Regions from separate parts of the Gossypium hirsutum genome. Here region 1 is linked to region 2. A link is a contact called in public Hi-C data. All regions are on one chromosome and are shown on one strand. The core of a region is the stretch at or near the end of the contact, and the rest is flanking DNA. Distances in the headings are between cores, read along the strand shown.

The links. Hi-C and Micro-C count contacts between places; a contact is called where the count stands out from the background.
Region 1: a contact with region 2 is called in a Hi-C map of leaf, with 1.6 times the contacts expected there. The contact joins the promoter of LOC107959975 here to the promoter of LOC107962948 in region 2. A contact is called at or near these places in 2 of 34 Hi-C or Micro-C datasets (callus and leaf).

The regions. Positions count from the first base shown.
Region 1 is chrA06:81,560,257-81,563,172 of Gossypium_hirsutum_v2.1, reverse strand. It overlaps LOC107959975 (zinc finger protein CONSTANS-LIKE 4), which reads right to left and starts at 1,656. Exons shown (of 1, transcript XM_016896166.2): 1 at 607-1,656. The coding sequence starts at 1,483. The coding sequence ends at 965.
Region 2 is chrA06:81,369,329-81,372,041 of Gossypium_hirsutum_v2.1, reverse strand. LOC107962948 (G-type lectin S-receptor-like serine/threonine-protein kinase At1g11300) reads left to right here and starts at 1,346. Exons shown (of 5, transcript XR_005928188.1): 1 at 1,346-1,974; 2 at 2,074-2,145.

The DNA.
Region 1 (2,916 bases), core at 407-2,906, 190 kb before region 2:
TCGAAATGTGTCGGAAAATGAAAAAAAAATAATAATAATGAAAATGTTGTCGTTATGGAGATGTGGTGCTATCTTCTTAAACAACTAAATTCGCAAAATATCATAGAAATGTTTATATTAGATGTTAAATTATATTTTATATTTTATTTAAAATAATAATAAATTAATTATTACACATTAAATTAAAAAGTTAATTGTTCATCTTTTAAAAGTTTTATTCATGTCTGTTGCTAAAAATTGACATAGCTGATAGAGTAATAAAAAAGTAAGTAGCACATAACATGTCACATACACAAATATAGAGATTAATTTTTAACAATAAAAACTGATAAAATTAAAAAAAAATAATCCTTTAATTTAATATACAAATATTAATTTTTTTAATAAAAGAGGAAAATTCAATCCTACTAAGAAAACTACCTCCTCTAATCCAGGTTTGGCAAAATCTGATAATTTTATATATAATACCATTCGCCTCATAAAATTTTGCTATTTATCCGTTTGTTTGATTCTTATAATATCTGATCCTAGGTTGAGAGGTTGATACATAATCAAAATTACCTATTGTTCTTTTTCTGGCATATCTTTGAATGTCGGAGCAAAATAAATTAAAGGAACAAAGTTTATTAGCTGTACATTGGTAAGGATGATTTCAGCTTGAAGGTAAAAACTAATTAGCTGATTATTGAACAAGAATAAAAGGGTAAAAACACATAAGTATCTGGTTTAATTAAATACAAGCCAGTGATAGAGAAAAAATTGCTTTGGACAGCACACCTCGATTCATCTTGAAGCAGCTTTTTTGTCATTTTGCAGACATCAAGCACTAGTGTTGTTATTTCTGGTGCTTTGGATGAAATAAAAGGCAACTAAATAAGCTGATTTATTTCACAAAATTCATGATGTTGTGGAGAATATGAGCAAGCTGGATGATTCTGCTTCAAAACAGAGTTTCAAAAAAGGGTTAGCTTACTGGATAAAAGGGATCTTCCGTCTCACTCATGCGCTTCAATGGATGTACTGTTCTTGATTGAGAACCATTTTCTTTTCCAAACCTGGTGGAACATTCTTCGCTTGTTGAAGAACTGGAAACTGGTGGCCCAGATGTCCATGGAACCACTTGATTTTCTTCGTCACCGCTGCTATCTCCACCATCGTCTTCACTACTGTCATCTTCCTCATCATCGTCGTCGTCCTCATCGTCATCATTTTCTTCGTGGTGTGTTTCTTCGTTGTTTATCTCATCTGTACAAGTATTTCTGCTGACACAATTTTCGCAAACGGAGACGGTGGGGCCAAGCTTTGGTCCGGAGCCATTCCAGGGCGTAGGAGATTGACAGAGGTGACAAAGAAGGGTTCGTGAATGTTTAGCAACGAGGAAATTGGCACCATGTACTCTGGAATCACAATCCCAGCACAAGATGGCTTGATCTGATTCACAATACATCTTTGCTAAAGAATTGCAGAGCTCACACTTTTTCATTTTATTGTTTTTTTGGTTTTTTTTCTCCTTTCAAACTTGAATTTCCATGTTCATCAGCATCACTGTGTTTTTATGCCTTTCTGTTTGACACATGCTCTAGTGCAACTTGTCAAATGTTTAATAAATGTACAAATTGTTAAATACCTTTTTTCTGCTTTCTTTTTCATATTATCTTATTCTTTAATGTAGCATTTTGATAAATCTCACATCTTTTTTAGATTTGATAAATCTTCCTTTTGTTAGAAGTAATGCACCAATAACCTGCAGTAAACTATGGCTGTGTTTTGTGTCAAATTTGTCAACGGCAGTAAAGTAGTACATATTAACAAGACCAAGTTGATTGACTTTAAATAACAAGACCAAGTTAATTAATTAAAGTATTTTAGGTGAGTTTCAATCATAGAAAGTTTATAACATTTATTTTACCTTAAAATTCGTACCTACTGCCCAGTACCAGTACGGTACCGATCACTACGAGTATTGTACCTATTGTCTGAATAGCAGTGAAGTATGAAGTTGTTCCAAATGTATTTGTGGAGTGACAAAGTTGATGTTTCCTGAGTCAGGTTTCACCTATTGTCATAGCTACATATTGTCTAGTCAAGAAAGACGTGCATTGTCTAGTCCATTATTGGCGCAAATTAGGCCGCTCATAAATATCTTAATATATGGAATCATCAATTATTTTAGTGATTAAATAAAAGCTTTTCTATGTCTTCTCCCACTCCACTTTCTGACATCACTAATTAATTTTAAAACGTTTCAGGTTCCCCAGCATTTATTAGTTTTTTTTCCCATATAGTTAGTTGATTTTTGGTCATTTAATATTTTAAGTTTTCTGGTAGCTACTCATCTGACTATGTCTTAACTGATGTAAAATTTCCTTTTAATTGAGTTTGAAAAAAATGTGTGGCTCATATTATTTCATTACTTCTAAAGTCTAATCGTCACATTTCCAGCGGCCTGAATTGATTAATTTGATTAATAACTCAAGTGTCCTATTATTACAAGATATAGAAGAATAAAGGTATTGACCTGAAAGGGGGGCCAAAGGGGAAAAGAAATTTGTGGTTGAGGTTGAGAAGAACCAAAAAGATTGAAGTAGCCTTTGAGGGCGTGAAGATGAGATCGACAAGTTTTTATACTCGACATTGGTGGTGGACCTGCTTGAGCTTGTGGGTGCTTCATATTCTGCAAGCTTAAGTTAATTTTGTTGTTGTTGTCGGTCATGTAAATATAACTTAGTTATTGCATTGCTTTCTATAAATGTGGACAGGGTTTTACTTTCCTCGGTGGCTGAGAAACCTGTTCTGTTATTCCTACCCTAAAGCATCTCTTTATTAAAGATGTGAAAGGTGGAGGGCGGAGGGCTTTCTACCACTCCACCAATTAACTAACGAAACGAAACCCACTAAAGGGGATGGGGGTTTGCC
Region 2 (2,713 bases), core at 97-2,596:
ATATAATTACTACAATATAAAATGCTATGCTTAATCATTTCGATTTGCCTCAACTTGATTGCTTAGATGGTGTTTACGGCTGACAGCAATCGAAATTTGCCGGTAAACAACAACCTTAGGAGTATTGGACAAATATCTGGGTCCAATATATGTGGGTGTCCTTGTTTGCAGCAGGCCGTCTTTTCTCCTGCCAGATGCCAAGGCGCACACCTCACGGCTTACAGCACGCTCTTTGTCAGCTTCGTGATTTGCTGCCCCCACTCGAAGCTTCAGACCATTCCGAGGCTTAGGACCCATATGTCCTCCCATTAATGAGATCCTCATATTTGATATAATAAATTTCTTTTCTGGGTATTAAAATTTTATGGCCTTTTGGATGGGTTGGGTATTCAATCAGGCTCATTCTATCAACGCTCATAGCCCAATGAAGTGATGATTAGAAAGAATATTTTGGGCCATCAAATTGGACCATTAGGAGCACAATGCTTGGTTCTATTGGGTTTCAGAATACAATTTCAAGTACACGTTAGTCACCATCAATAAATTTTACGTTGAAATTTTAGTACTTAAAAATTGGCTTTATCTACTTCAATTTAATTTAATTATCTGTGAGTATAAGTTGAATTTTCTCGTATAGGCCGTAATATAAGTGTACTGGTCCGTATAAAAAATTAAAATTATTTTTCAAATTTAAATTTAAATTTAAATTTTTATTATTTATTTATACCAAAAAGATAATGTAAAAAAAATAAATTTTATTATTTATTTTGATTATCTAAAATTGATCAAAATTGTGTAGGTTAGAAATTAAGTAAATCAATATTTTCAACACATAATTTTTTATAATTAATGTATTTTTTATGTTCTTTTTACTATTTATGAAAATTAAGTTTTTTCAAACTTCGTGCTTATCCTTCTTAATAATATCATATTCAAGATTGCAACATATTGTATCATTATTGATCTTAATAATTTTTAAAAAATAATAAATCAACACTTATTTTTGTTTATTCATTACTTACAAATTTTTTTCAAGAGATATTTGTGTATATATATATATGAAAAATTATTTTATACACAGTCAATAATATATTTTAGACTACACAAGTAGGTTGAGAGTTTGATAAGTATATCATAAGATGTAATAAGACAATAAAAAATAATTATATAAATAAATGTCACACTTGTTTTTTTTTTGAAGGAAAATGTCTGGATCTTTATTAAAACAATATAACAAGACCAAGCCTAACAAGCCTAGTACAAAAAGAAACAGAAAACAAATCGAACGGGGTAAAAACCCAAAGCAAAACAAAACAGAAGCAACTTAACAGGGCCTAAGAGTCCAATCCAAAATAGAAAAACAAGATAAATTGTAAAAAAGATCCAGGTTGGCGAAAATGGGGAGCTCTAGAGGCTTCTACTAGCCAGCTATTTTCTATTCAACCCATCTTTCAAAACTAACAAAAAAACATCTGGGAGAACGCAACTATAATGATGACCTCCATTAATTGCTGATCAGTGCCCATCATTTCCTCAGATAATTCAAAAAAAGAGTTTCTCTCTTTCTCACCTCCCATTATTCATCTTCCAAAAGACTCTCCTGATGCAATCCACTAAAATCATTCTCGTAAGGACTCCTCCCTTCGCCGATCTTCATTCAGAGCTTCTTCCACACCAAAAGTGAACATATTCTGCAGATAAGTTGTCTCCTTCTTCTGTAAACCCTCCTTAGCAATAAGATGAGCCACTTTGTTTGCTTCTCTTGATACAAATCGAAAAACACAGGACTCAAAATCGAAACTCAGATGTTTTGAATCTTGAATAAAAACTTCGATTTCCGATCTGTCATCGACTTGCTCATGCAATTTTCGAATCACTGTTCGGGAGTCGCCTTCAACTTCTACCTTTCGCAGCCCTAGAAGTAGCCCAAAACGGATCGGAGGCACGCCATCGCTTCAGCAGTAAAAGTAGAAGGTATATACTTATGAAACACTGTTTTAGCAAAAATGACTTCTGACCTTGCGTTCCTTGCTACTAAACCTGAACAAGATTCCTGTAAATCCTTTTTGAAAGTAGCATCAAAGTTGATCTTTACCCAAGGATCCGTCGGGGCATCCTATCGACTAGTGAGAACCCGCATCGTTGGTAAGCTCGAACTCAACCTATCCAATTCTCTAATATAGTTCTTAATAAAGGCTACCGTTTGAGATCTAGACTTTAATTCGCCTTCATGTAGAAATCTGTTCCTTATATTCCAAAGCACCTGTAAAGCACATGCAATCGTCCTGCACTGATTAAAAGAAAATGACTCAAAAATGTTATTAAGCCAATCACTGAAATCTGAGTTATCCTCTTGAGTAAGCCAGTTAAATCCTAACGTAGACCATGTTTCCTTTGCTATAGGACACTCCTTGAATACGTGCTCACTAGATTCCGGTCCATTATGACACCTCCGAAAAATATCAGATCCCATCAGTCTCCTGTAGTGAAGATTACAAAAAGTAGGCAAGAAGTTGCGAAAAAGTCTCCAATTTGTAATTTTAATCTTAGAAGGTAGATCTAGGCTCCAAATTCTTTTGTAAAAATGTCTGTAATTAGAATGCGTTTGGTTCTATCCCTATTGTAAAATCAATCTGTGTCCGCTATGAACCGTGTACTCCCCAGTTGGCTCTCCACGCCAGATTATGTGATCTTTGTGTTTATTTATGGATAG